Regions from separate parts of the Nothobranchius furzeri genome. Here region 1 is linked to region 2. A link is a contact called in public Hi-C data. All regions are on one chromosome and are shown on one strand. The core of a region is the stretch at or near the end of the contact, and the rest is flanking DNA. Distances in the headings are between cores, read along the strand shown. Region 1 overlaps cdc42bpab (CDC42 binding protein kinase alpha (DMPK-like) b). Region 2 overlaps cdc42bpab (CDC42 binding protein kinase alpha (DMPK-like) b).

The links. A called contact is a pair of places that touch in the nucleus more often than the background predicts.
Region 1: a contact with region 2 is called in a Hi-C map of skeletal muscle, with 5 times the contacts expected there. The contact joins two enhancer-like sites. A contact is called at or near these places in 2 of 2 Hi-C or Micro-C datasets (skeletal muscle and tail fin).

What each region holds. Positions count from the first base shown.
Region 1 is chr2:29,964,472-29,970,764 of NfurGRZ-RIMD1, reverse strand. All of the region lies in intron 1 of cdc42bpab (CDC42 binding protein kinase alpha (DMPK-like) b), which reads left to right. Among protein-coding and RNA genes, the nearest start is that of cdc42bpab, 4.6 kb to the left of the region's middle. Within about 2 kb of position 2,399, at least 1 of the 3 cell types and tissues checked has an H3K27ac peak or open chromatin away from gene starts, as enhancers often do. A contact at or near this core is called in tail fin, where this site is marked.
Region 2 is chr2:29,890,132-29,896,293 of NfurGRZ-RIMD1, reverse strand. It overlaps cdc42bpab (CDC42 binding protein kinase alpha (DMPK-like) b), which reads left to right. Exons shown (of 44, transcript XM_070545663.1): 18 at 949-1,054; 19 at 3,195-3,319; 20 at 4,070-4,175; 21 at 5,709-5,857; 22 at 5,933-6,024. Among protein-coding and RNA genes, the nearest start is that of cdc42bpab, 79 kb to the left of the region's middle. Within about 2 kb of position 3,668, at least 1 of the 3 cell types and tissues checked has an H3K27ac peak or open chromatin away from gene starts, as enhancers often do. A contact at or near this core is called in tail fin, where this site is marked.

The DNA.
Region 1 (6,293 bases), core at 1,150-3,649, 76 kb before region 2:
CTATCGAATATTTTTGTAATCGAGTACTCTATCGAATCTTTTATCGATTAATCGAGTACTCTAATAAATTACTCTTTTGCATTTTTAAACCATTATATCAAATAGCATGTTATAAAAAACGAAAGACCTCTTGAAATGAGCAAGCAATTGCCAGTCATTCTTCAAGTTTTATTCAAAATTAGTTTTCAAAACCAACTTTACTTCACAGTAAACAAATGTGAGCGGCTGCGGCCCAAACAGCACCAGAACCCCTCACGGCGCATGTGCAAACATGGCTCGCCAGCCGTTTCCCTATTAACACACATTCGTTTTCATTTCTACACTTTTTGTCTCACACTAACGAGGATTGTCGAAAGCGTGTTTGCCGTGGTTTTGTCAAATTACACTGATCACACAACATTTATTTACTTTCTTTCGTTTTCCTCCGCCGCTCATAAATACCCGTGTCCTGCAGAAATCCTGAGGGACAACGGACGTCAATAACAACACAGTAAAAAGTCCAACGTGTTGTAAAAACTGCTATTTTTAGCACATTTCAAGTCCGACGTGTTGCTACCAGACGTACGGTGTGAGTGCTACAAACAAAAAAGTCGCACAGCGTCTGCAGGATATATAGAAATACAGGCTAAAACACATTATCTTGTAGAGGCTCCGAGTCCGCGTGCAGAAGTGACGTTTACATGTGGATGTTTCCTGGTCAGGTTGCAGCATGGAGGATGTGGTGTTGTGGTAGGCTAGATCCATTTAACAGTATTTACACTGGACTACGTTTCCCGCCTTACGACGTGAAAAATGCTCCCACACCTTTGGCATTTTGTGTCTTTTTCGCACTCCACCGGGGTCCACGTTGTCCGCCATGACTTAAGAGAAAGTTAAGTTGCGTTCGCCACTCGCGTGTGCATTCAGTGCAGTGTGTATGTGCGCCACTTATTTCGGTCCGGGTGAAACGTGACCCCGGGTGGCTGCAAAGCCATGAATTAATTAAACGTGAATTAAACGAAGCCTCGAGGCAGATAATTTGACTCGAGGCTGTTTTGTACTCGAATTATTCGAGGTACTCGAGGAATCGTTTCAGCCCTAATTTCTTGTACTTCTAAGAAGCCACGACATCTTTTAGTTTTATTCTAATATCAAGTACAGAAGGCTAGAGGCTAATGTTGAGTTAACAATGCTAACAATGAGTTGGAGGCAAATAGTTGGCTCTAAAATATCTCGGGCTACTTTTCGATGACTAACAAATGGATATTACAGTGAAACGTATTTGTCTCCTTGTGAACTCGCTGTGTATGACTCGTCATCTAGAATCTTCTGGTGCTGGTCCGAAACCATTAACAGCCATAAAACTCCCAGAACTGGAGTGAGTCACTCAGTTGTTTTCAAAATAGAGTGTAGTACCCAAATCTGACCACAGGATGTCATTATTTTGTCCCACAGAAATCGTCTGACAGGCATTCAACCACAGCAGACGGGTTAAAGAACAAGTGGACTTGGTCTTTAACATAGTTTATTTGATTTCCAAAAGAAATTCCTACTAATTGGAAAATGGTGATTCTGGAACACCAATGATTCCGATCATCCTGAATATCGACCGGTTCTGATCACCAACAGAGCTTTTAGTGCCTCAGTTAAAGACCGTACACACACATGTTATTACTATATTATTACTTCTTAACATGGTGCAAAGGTGGTAAATGAAGAATATCAAGAATTAGTACTAAAACCGCCAAAGACGGCATATTTAGAGAATATCGACGTAAACGAGGGTTTGATGTTGCGTCTGAAATTCTTCGGTCTTTTAAAGTTGTGCACTGAGGTCAGGGAAAGGTGACGAGACACCTGTTGTGTGTGTGTGTCTGTGACTAACTGGTTTGAGCCGTTGGAAAGCTTTCATTAAAACCAGTATTTCCATTTACAGGAATAGTTATGACATTTCAAGTTGATTAAATAATAGTTAACGGCTTTTCTCTTCCGTTAATCATAGTTTTGAGTCATTTTTGGCCCCAAAAACATCAAAAAGCTGTAGGCCAGAATCAGAGTAAGCAGCTGGCGACGAGGCGCTACCCAGTACGCTGAAGGATATTAGAGGAAAGAGTTTGATATAAATCCAGGAAAGATCCAATAAACATGTCCTCTCCTCCAGGCGACCTTTAATCCCTCTTCTGTAAAGTTGATGCCTCGTTGCTGCAACCCTCCCCAGATTAGTCTCCATGTTTTCCTTTGCATGGGTGCAGGAAAACACTTGTCGACAGTCGTCTTGGCTGGACGCACATCAACGTTTCTCACAAGTTTTTAGTTTGGTAGCTGTCGCTTTCATTCGTTACGTCACACACACGGCAAGCGCTGTGCCTTTCCAGCAGGACTGTGTGTGTGTGTGTGTGTGTGTGTGACATTGGGGTTTGGTTTGTGCAGGAAGCAGGAATGTGAACAACTCACCTTTTTTATCTGGCACAGAGGCCCAGCTCACTGCCAGAGCATGCCTTCTCGGCCTGCTTGTCTTTTCCAAGGCCTAAAAACAAGTGCTGAGGCGGCGCAGCGTCGGATTCCTCTTCTCTCTCAGGCAGAAACACGAATCAAGGCAGATTATTAATACAAGAGACGATGAGGAACTGAGTGGCGTGTGCGGTGACCTCTGTGTGACAGACCTGTGAAACATTTCAAAGAGGAAGGTCAAACAGGCAGCGGCTTGGCGTTGCCACTGACCTGCTGCGTCAAACACAAACAGGAAGGCATTTAAGTGCAGCCAAATGGTGGGGGAGCTTGGCTGTGGAGGCCAAGTTGGTCTGCCCCCCCAGTCCCCATCTGAACAGCTCCTTGTTGTATGAATGCTAATAGCTCTGCCTGAAGGTGTCAGCTGTGTGTTAGTACCGGTGTAAAGAAACGCTTCACTTCAAAGTAAAAGTTCTGGCTCTGGTGGTCCGGTCCTCAGCTGACGGGCAGTACTTAGCAGGCCTCCCAACAACGCCGGCGTGCCCTAGCCTTTAAAGAAACACACCGTGCCAAGTGGTGACTTCATCCTGACGTTTCCTAGTGGTGACACTCGAGCCCTTCGACTGAGCTCGGCAGGACGCAACACCCGACCCACAGATGTGCCGTTACTGTGGAGCGGTTCCATGTTGCTGCTGCTCGCTGCGTCCTGCCTCTGAGGGTGAACGTCTCACCCCTCCTTTCCACTGGATGTGAAAACAACCGCAAACATACTTTGTGAAGTGTATAGCGCTGCCTTTATAGTGGACGGGGTCCTTTCCAGCAGTTTTGGATGCGTCCCTGAAGCGAAGGGATGCGACCATTACATTTTGAGCCTGTCGCTTACGCGCTACGCTGCCAAAACTTATCAAACTCTGCAGTTTAGTTCATGCCAGGCAGGAAGTCAAACATGAAGGCGGTGTAAAACCTCTGGAAGTGTTCTAAATTAGAGTCAAGTGCACCTAAATGTACATCACTTCCTGTGAATCCTGCTTCGCCGACGTAAACACAACATAAAGTAAACCACAGACCTTTATGGTGTTGCCGTTCTCCTGTGTGGGTCCTTGTACTTTTATAAATTACTCATTTAACTGAAGCAAACATCTCTGTTGTGAACTAAATTTACTGTATCTTCATTCCTTTTGCCGTTCATTTTCAAACTGTTGATTTTTCCTACTCGGAAGTCGGATTTCCCGAGTACCGAGCAGAAAGTGAAAGCACCATTAGCTGCTAGCAACGGAAGCTAAACTATCAAGCTGATGTAGTCTAAACAGTTTATGTAGCTGCTGGAGCAGATCAGGATGATGGTAGCTTGCATTAAGTGACGTGGACCCAAACTCGTTCTGCCACGCTCGGCTCACATCTCACCTGCAGCCACCGACGACATGATGCTCTTGCGCCGGTGCTGCGGTCTGTCTTGGGAAATCAGGTACCAGAACAAGGCACCATTTCATATCACGTGAATCGGTCCTTGGTCGGTACCTTGAATAGTACTGAACACAGTACCCATCCCTGTTTATCGTTTAAAAGTTAGGGGGTGGACGCCTAACCTGGAAGGATGAGCGAAGTGTTGCTTTAAATGGGTGGATGGCTTATGCTCATTGGCCATGCTCATTGGATTTCACTGGAGTAAACTGAAGAACTGCATTGTGAAGTGTTTTAATAAAGTCTTTCATTTGCTAAATCAGCAGTCGGACACACGCACCCAGTATCACTAAAGTCCGATTCTGGCTGATGCGACGACCCGTCTACCGGAGAGAAAACCCCGCCTGTGTGGGACAGCCAGCAACTACAGAGTGACAGGATTAGGGTCAAGTCTAGTCTTGTCCTAAAACGTTTGTAACGTGTCGCCACTCCCATGTCTTCCTTTGTTTCTGGTAGAACATCCAGCCGCGTGGTCAAAGGAAGAGAGCAGCTCACCTGTTCCATGTGCACGTTTAGCCGTGTTTGGCCCACACGAGCGACTATCACACAGTTTACCTGTGAGAAGGGACGAACTCGTAACGCAGCTTAATTCTGTATGTAGGAAAATTATTCAAGATGGCGCCAGGAAAAATAAGACCTCCAGCTTTTGCGGGCCTTTGTAGTTCACTGTGTGTGTGTGTGTGTGTGTGTGTGTGTGTGTGTGTGTGTGTGTGTGTGCGCGTGTGCGTGTGCGTGTGTGTGTGCGCGCGTGTGTGTGTGTGTGTGCGTGCGCGCGCGTGTGTGTGTGTGCGCGTGTGTGCGCGTGCGTGTGTGCGTGTGTGTGTGCGTGCGTGTGTGTGTTTGTGTGTGTGTGTGTGTGTGTGTGCGCGCGTGTGTGCGCGTGCGTGTGTGTGTGTGCGTGTGTGTGTGTGCGCGTGTGTGTGTGTGTGAGTGTGTGTGTGTGTGTGTGTGTGTGTGTGTGTGAGTGTGAGTGTGTGTGTGTGTGTGTGTGTGTGTGTGTGTGTGCGCGCGCGTGCGTGTGTGCGTGCGTGTGTGCGTGTGTGTGCGTGCGTGTGTGTGTGTGCGTGCGTGTGTGTGTGTGTGTGTGTGTGTGTGTGTGTGTGTGTGTGTGTGTGTGTGTGTGTGTGTGTGTGTGTGTGTGTTTCTACACAACAATACATCAAAAGCAAACGTTGAAGCAGCATGTGCCGTTTCCTCCTGACTGAGAAGAAGACATGTTTGTTTTGGGCTTGCTTTGCGTCTTGTGTGGCAGTGACCTCATTCCAGCTGAAACAGAGACCCCTACATAACCTGCAGCCATGGCGAAATGGAGACGGGAAAGTACGCTGTGTCCTGAGTCTTCATCTCAACCGCCTGCTACCTGCACCATCGGTGGAGTTGGCTAACCTGAGTGCTGTCATTCAGCTAAATCGTCTTGTTTATCCATGAATTCAGGGGTAAATTTCAGTTTCTGTATCAGCAGGTATTGCTGAAACATTGCACACTTAGCACAAACTCTCCATGCGTACTTTAAAAATGGATGCATTGATCAACTGTTGGACATTGCGTGTTTTTCAAAACGGTCCAGATGTAAGTTGATCTCAGTTGTCCTCGTTTTTAGATCTTGGGTGCTATTTCTTTCATTCCCAGTTCAGTACTTTAACGTTTACTGGCAGATGTGTTTTTCTTTACTTTTAAGTGTCTTCAACTCTAAACGATCCTTTATTGCAGTATTAAAGTCTTCTAAGCAGGGGCGGTTCAGGACTAGCATTAGAAGAGGGTGAGTGTTCTGTCAGAGAGGCGAACTTGTCAGACAACATTACAAATCTTGATTTTAATTACTTCAAGTGTAATTTCAACAATATAAAATAACTATTTAGAGACAGTGGCTAGATATAGTCAGACTCGCCTCATCTCATGACTATGGCTCTGGAACCAGTTTCCTCGAGACGGGTTGGACACTACCACTCTGCGGTTGCTCCCACTGAGGGGCGCCAAGCAGAGGTAGGCCTACTAGTTGCCCCCCATCTTGGCGACTAGATCAGACCACCCACCCTCTACGGAGTCTCTGGAGGGGGTGTTGGAGAGCGCTTCTGCTGGTGACTCCCTTGTTCTCCTGGAGGACTTCAATGCTCACGTGGGCAATGGCAGTTTAGATTTGGAGAGGTTTTGTTGGGAAGAACCTGAGCAGTGTTTTGCTGTTGCACTTCTGTGCTCGTCATGGATTACCCATAATGAACACCATGCTCAAGCATAAAGGTGTCCGTATGTGCTCTTGGCACCAGGATACCTTAGACCACAGTTCGATGATTGATGGTTGCATTGAGTCCAAGTTGGCCATGCTCCGTGCCTCCATTGTCGAGGTGGCTGCCTGTCGTAGTGGCAACCCCTGAGCCTGTTGATGGACACTAGAGATGCTGTCAAGC
Region 2 (6,162 bases), core at 2,419-4,918:
TGGGGCGGTCTCTGTGCTGGTGCAGACTTCCATTTATCTTGGACATAACTTTAGTCGTGCTCATTATGTTTCTTTGACAGGCCGCTCCTAAAGGTGGCTGTCCCCCACAGCCCCCGTGATCTGACCCCCAGCTCTAACGTAGTGAAGCTCCTGGAGCTCGGCATCCCTCCCGTTTATCATCTCGGCTAGATCTCTTTAAAAATGGTTTATTTCATTTTTAATATGGTTGCCGGCCGGAGATGGGCAGCAACTCCCCATGTGATCATGACACCTCCCTCTGTTGTGCCACGCTGTAATGCTGCACACCTGGCCACGCCGCCACGACACAGTCATAAGACGCTGTCAGCTTTGTCGTATATTTAATTTCATGACCAGATCCTGTGGAAGTGAAAGGTGCATCATCTCTGATGACCCTTCTGTTGGCTCCAGTTAGTCACATGGTTTACAACACTGCATTAAGATTTGCAGAAATAAATGATAAAATATGATATTTTTAGAATAAAACGCTCAATTAAAACAGTTTATGTGTCTGTTCAGATTTGACTAATCAGAGTAATAACAAGTAGGATCAGATAAATAAGGGTGAAGCTTATTAAACATGTTTCCACTCTAGATTTGAATGTCATTTATGGTATAAAGGTTGTTGTTTTTCCACTGAAGATCTCATCTGATCACATTTAGAGTTGATTAGATCCTGTTTTGGTTCACTTGTGTTTTTCTACCCTGTAGTTTACCCTTCCTGCCTCGTGTTGTTGAAGCATTTCCCCTCTGCTGTTTAATTCAGTTTAAACACACAGCTGTATCAGTTTCTAGCTGCACGAGTGTGTCTTGGCCTAAGAGAGAGTCCCCAGTCTGGGTGTGGAAGACTTCTGTAAAGGTTCAGACCGCAGTGCGAGCGCCTGGTAGGGACCGGGTTTCATGTATGACGGCTGTGTTTGTTTCCTCCAGCCAAATTGAACGGGAAGAGTTGGAGATGGAGTACAAGCAGAAGTATGAGACAGAGCGGATCCAGCTCACCGAGGAGAAAAAGAAGCTGTCCAGTGAACTAGACAAGGTACGGTATCTGCTGTGGAGCTCTGCAGAATAAGACGAGCTGCTCTGTTTTCTCTTCAGAGCCTCCTGTCCTGCTGTCTCAGCTTCTTACTGCTCCTGCAACCCCTGCTAACCCCGTCTGACGGCTCAACTCCTTCATCACATTCCTTCCTCCGCCCCTCTCCCGCAGCCGTGCCAAAGAAAAAAACACGGTTAAATAAAAGACTGCTGCACGGTGTGATGGAAGGACCCTGGATCCTGGCCTGTTGGCTTTGGAAGTGGCTCCTGGAAGATCAGGAGGGCCCCAAGTGAAATGGTTTCTAGTAGGTGGGAGGCATCTTAACAGCAGGAGGAAAACGTGACTTGTTCTGAAAAGCTGCCACTGATAAAATGTAGAGGATATTTATTGCTACTGCTCTTTTCTATTCATGTAGTTTGAAAAGCTTAATCGATCCGCTTTTTCGTTCCAATCAATCAATCAACTTTATTTTTAAAGCACTTTCCACACGTTCCTAGGTGGTCCAAAGTGCTGGGCATGACATAAACAAGAACAAAACCAGTGAAAGAACAACAAAGTTGATACAGACAATAAAACAATACATTGTTCACCGCAGGGAGCACAATGCTGAAGGCTAAAGAGCACAAACAGGTCTTAAGCTGATGTTTCAATTATTGCAATGACGGAGTGGAGCAGTAGAGGGCGACGTCGTTCTCACGTAAAACAATAGTTTTTATTAAACTGTAAAAAAAAGAACAAAGACATGGATTACGAGGAAAAGCACAGAAAGAACGAACAAAGTAATACCAGGAAGGCAGTTCTACTCCACCACAGTAGTAATCACAACAGAAGTGCGTAGCTTCATCAGCAGCTGCCTACGCAAAGTAATGAGTATGCATCGGCCAGAAACCATCACAACAGGAAACATGGCTGAAAACTAATCAGCTGCCTGCAGAAGAAGGAATAAAGAAATGCAGAGGCATAAAATCATATGGACAGAATTACTAGACTAGCCCTAAGATGGAACCCACAAGGAAAACTGAGAAGAGGTTGAGAAAGAAACATCTGGCACCAACATCTGGAAGTAGAGGTCAAGACCATGAAAATGACATGGAAACAAGTTGAAGGCTATGTTTCCTGACTATCTCTTCTAATGGCAGTAGGTACACAGCAAACAAGAGAGGTCCAAGAATGGAGCCCTGTGGTACCCCCATGTAAGGTCCATGCTGGAGGATGAATGCAGGTTAATACATGAGGGGAACGTTTTCACTTCATTTAAATTATAAACCGCTTCAAATTCTTTCCAAAGGGTTTTCTGAAGTTCTTTATCAGATTTACGTTATACAACTCTGGCTGTTGGTCTCTCTTAACCATTTTAGCTGTGACTGGGGGGGGGGGGGGGGGGGGGCGCTTCAACACAGGCAGTTGTTTTCCGCTTGGTCCTTGTGCTCAACCAGAGCCTCTAATACAGTGTAATGTTGTTTATGGACGGTAAAAAGTGCAGGGGACAAAAATGGGGGGACATGTACCCCCCAAAGCTACATCCATGATCTTAACTGATCACTTGAGAAACGGCACATTCTATAAAAATATGCTGAATAACGCTCCTGAACATTCATAACTGGCTTTACATCAACAAATAAAGGAGTCGTGGTTTTCATGTGATTAAATCCAGGAAATGATCCTGATTCTACGGGGTTGCATTCAGAAGCACAACACCACACTGAGAAGAGCTCTTAGCTCTTGGCTGCTGTTACTGGTTCCATCAGCGGCTCTGGACTGGTTCATGTGTGGAAGACCAACAGCAGTCAGGCCTGGACGGCACCTGTGTGGTTGGTTTCCAGTGTGAAACTCTGCTACTGCTCTGCTGATGACAGACATGTTTTATGAGCTCACACGACTTCAGAAATGGTTACAAACCAGTTTTTGGACCCAGCGATCTCAAACACCGTTCAATAGCTGCCTCAGCTGTCCTGGCCAGGTGCAACGCACCAAACACGTACCTGCAAAGGGAGGATTTAAGCAATCAGGCCGTTTGAGACCTGTAATGTTGTCATGGTTATGTCTCCACACACACACACACACAACGTGGTCTACGTGTGTGTTCAGTGCCAGCTGTGGCTCACCCTGTTGAATTCATTCGATGATCTGTGTGTTTGCTCAGTTGACCACCATGTTTGAGAAGGTGAGCAGCTCTAACCGGCAGCTGGAGGATGAGATGAGGGAGCTGGCAGATAAGAAGGAGAGTGTGGCTCACTGGGAGGCCCAGATCACAGAAATCATCCAGTGGTAAGCCTCGCAACAACCCCCCCCCCGAACACTTCCTTCCTCACACACACGCAGCGAGCTTCTCGTGTGTCCCAAAGTCCAGCTCCGAGGCGTCTACGCTCCCACTCATGCTATGGCTCAAGCTGAGACGTGCACGCCAGCAGTGTGTTGGGTTCCTTTCTACTGTAAATTTGCAGCGTGTGTCACATACCTCTGGGGATGGTGGAGCTGCTCGACCCGCCCTCCTCTCAGATCCTCTCCGATGGCAGCTGACACCTCGCCAGCTGCTCAGCCTCTCTCTGGTGGACGAGCCTAAAGGCTTCACATAGCACACATGCCACACACACATTCAGCATCACGGCCACAGCACATTCCAAACATACACACCAATGTCTGAACTTGCCCCTGGAATTGGTGACCAGTGTTGCCCCCTGGTGGTGGTGCAGTGCAGCTGCAAGGGAGAAAATCTGGAACAAGGATGTTCTAAAAGCAGCTTCTTTCTCCTCCTCCTCCTCTTGTGTTGGTAGACCGTTTTAAGCACTGGCTTCTGCCTGAGATTCCTCAAAATCTTTGATTTTTAATAATATTTGAAAGTTTACCTGAATAGTTTAGTTTGTAGAGAAAGGAAGGAAATTTAGAGCTCATAATTTCTGTTTGTGGATTTATAAATGGTCACTAGTGTGTGTGTGTGTGTGTGTGTGTGTGTGTGTGTGTGTGTGTGTGTGTGCGTGCGTGTGTGTGTGTGTGTGTGTGTGTGTGTGTGCGCTGCAGGGTGAGCGATGAGAAGGATGCTCGAGGCTACCTTCAGGCTCTGGCCACTAAGATGACGGAGGAGCTGGAGGGTCTGAGGAGCAGCAGCCTGGGAGCCAGAGCCACGGTAACAAACGTCTCCTCTAGAAGCCGACTGTGTTGGTCTGAGGTTGTAATTTACTCTTCAGCTGTAGCAGCACATGAGTTCACACTAAACCGTCTCCGTACCACGTCAGTCATGGACGTTAGGGCTGCTCGATTATGGCAAAAATAATAATCACGATTATGGTGACTGAAATTGAGATCACGATTATTTAGGACGATTTTTCTATTTATGTTGACTTTATTTGTTTTTATTCAGTCATAAAACTGCTCAGGGCACAATCAGGACAAAAATAAATAAGAAACAAGATGATCACTAAAATAACTCCTGATTCCCAGTATAAAAAGACCAATATACTTACAGCTCATAGTTTATGACCCAAGGGCTATAGACCTTGGTTTAACTCATTTAAGTCTAACCAGTACAGACCCAAATACCAATATCTGGCAAATACTGACAGCAAGAATTATACAGTGGCATTTATAACAAATAAATGCAAATAAATTGATGTTCATAAAATGTTGCATAACATTTATTTAGTCATGTCAAGGTGCTGTAGGAGAGTGCACTAGCACCGTGTCCTCAGAGAGATTAGTTATTATTCATCAGCGTGAGGAACTTATTTCTACCTTATTTATAAACTATTTACAAGTCCATCAGTTAATATAATAATTGTCCCAACCACAGCTGCACACACACCTCCCAACCCGGTCTCACAGCAATCGGGGCAAGCTGCACGTGTGTTTAGCACGCGCACATTTAGCCGTTTTTAGTGGCTCAGGAGTCCGCAGGTGTGGTGTGTGTCACTCACTCTGGTTAATCCAACAGGGAGCCGGCTCCGAGAGCCGTTTCTTTAGCGACCGACACATCACTACATCATTCCCTTTCCTAATGCTGTGAAGAACGGTACGGAGCGCAGGCGGAGTGTTTAGCTAACCTGCAGGAAATGTCGACGACAGTTATCCAGAAAGTAGCTAAGGGTTACCAGAGATGTTTCTGAGGTGTTCGTTAGGCACTTTTAACATTTAAAAAGTCAAGAAGGGGGTCTGAGAAGCTGTTAGAAATAGCGTCAAAGTCGCCAAGTTGACAAACACCCTAGGAAGAGCGCTTCATTTGTAACTCAGGGCAGCGCAAGTGGGAGGGGCAAATAATCGGCTTGTTTTGTTTTTTATAATCTTTCAAAACTCAGATCGTAATCGTGATTAAATTTCGATTAATTGAGCAGCCCTAATGGACGTAGTAGCATGTCTCACCTCAGCACCTCGTTTTCTACGAAGACCTTCAGTTCTATCGTGAAGTTGATGTTATTTAGCTTCAAAGCAAGTCCAGCTCATTGAGAGCCACTGTCCCCGGCTGCAGGCGCTCATGTTGGTCCATGAAGCTGCTTCTTTCACAGGCAGCTAGAATGGGCTGTTTGGTCATTTATAAACACCACTGTTGTGTGTGGGAACGCAGGCTAACCCAACCTGCATGTGGAGACCAGGGCCAGGGGTAGACTCGCCCCTGTTGCACCAAAGCTGGGATGTAAAACATGACTTCCTGTCCTCTGTGTTTCAGGACATGCCATGGAAAATGCGACGCTTTGCCAAGCTGGACATGTCTGCGCGTCTGGAGCTGCAGTCTGCCCTGGACACTGAGATCAGAGCCAAGCAGAGCATCCAGGACGAGCTGAACAAGGTGAAGGCCGACAGCATCTCCACCGAATGGTAAGGACTCGTCACCGTGACGCCGGCTTCTCCTCGAGTCCAGGAGCTGATGTGCTGTTGTCTCCGGTCTTCCAGTAAACTGCGGGAGGTGGAGACTGAAAACCAGGAGCTGCTGGCGGAGATCGAGCGGCTGAAGAAGGAGACCGAGGAGCTGCGGCTGCGAAGGGGTAAACGCAACATTTAAAGGTTACTAGCCGTAGCTAAAGTCCTGATGCAGCCCGGGCTCTGACGGACTCGGTGAGTGAGTGTTGATGAAGGAAGAAGGTTCGTCTGTAGTCAGCAGCTCTAGGCTCAGCTTTAGTGCA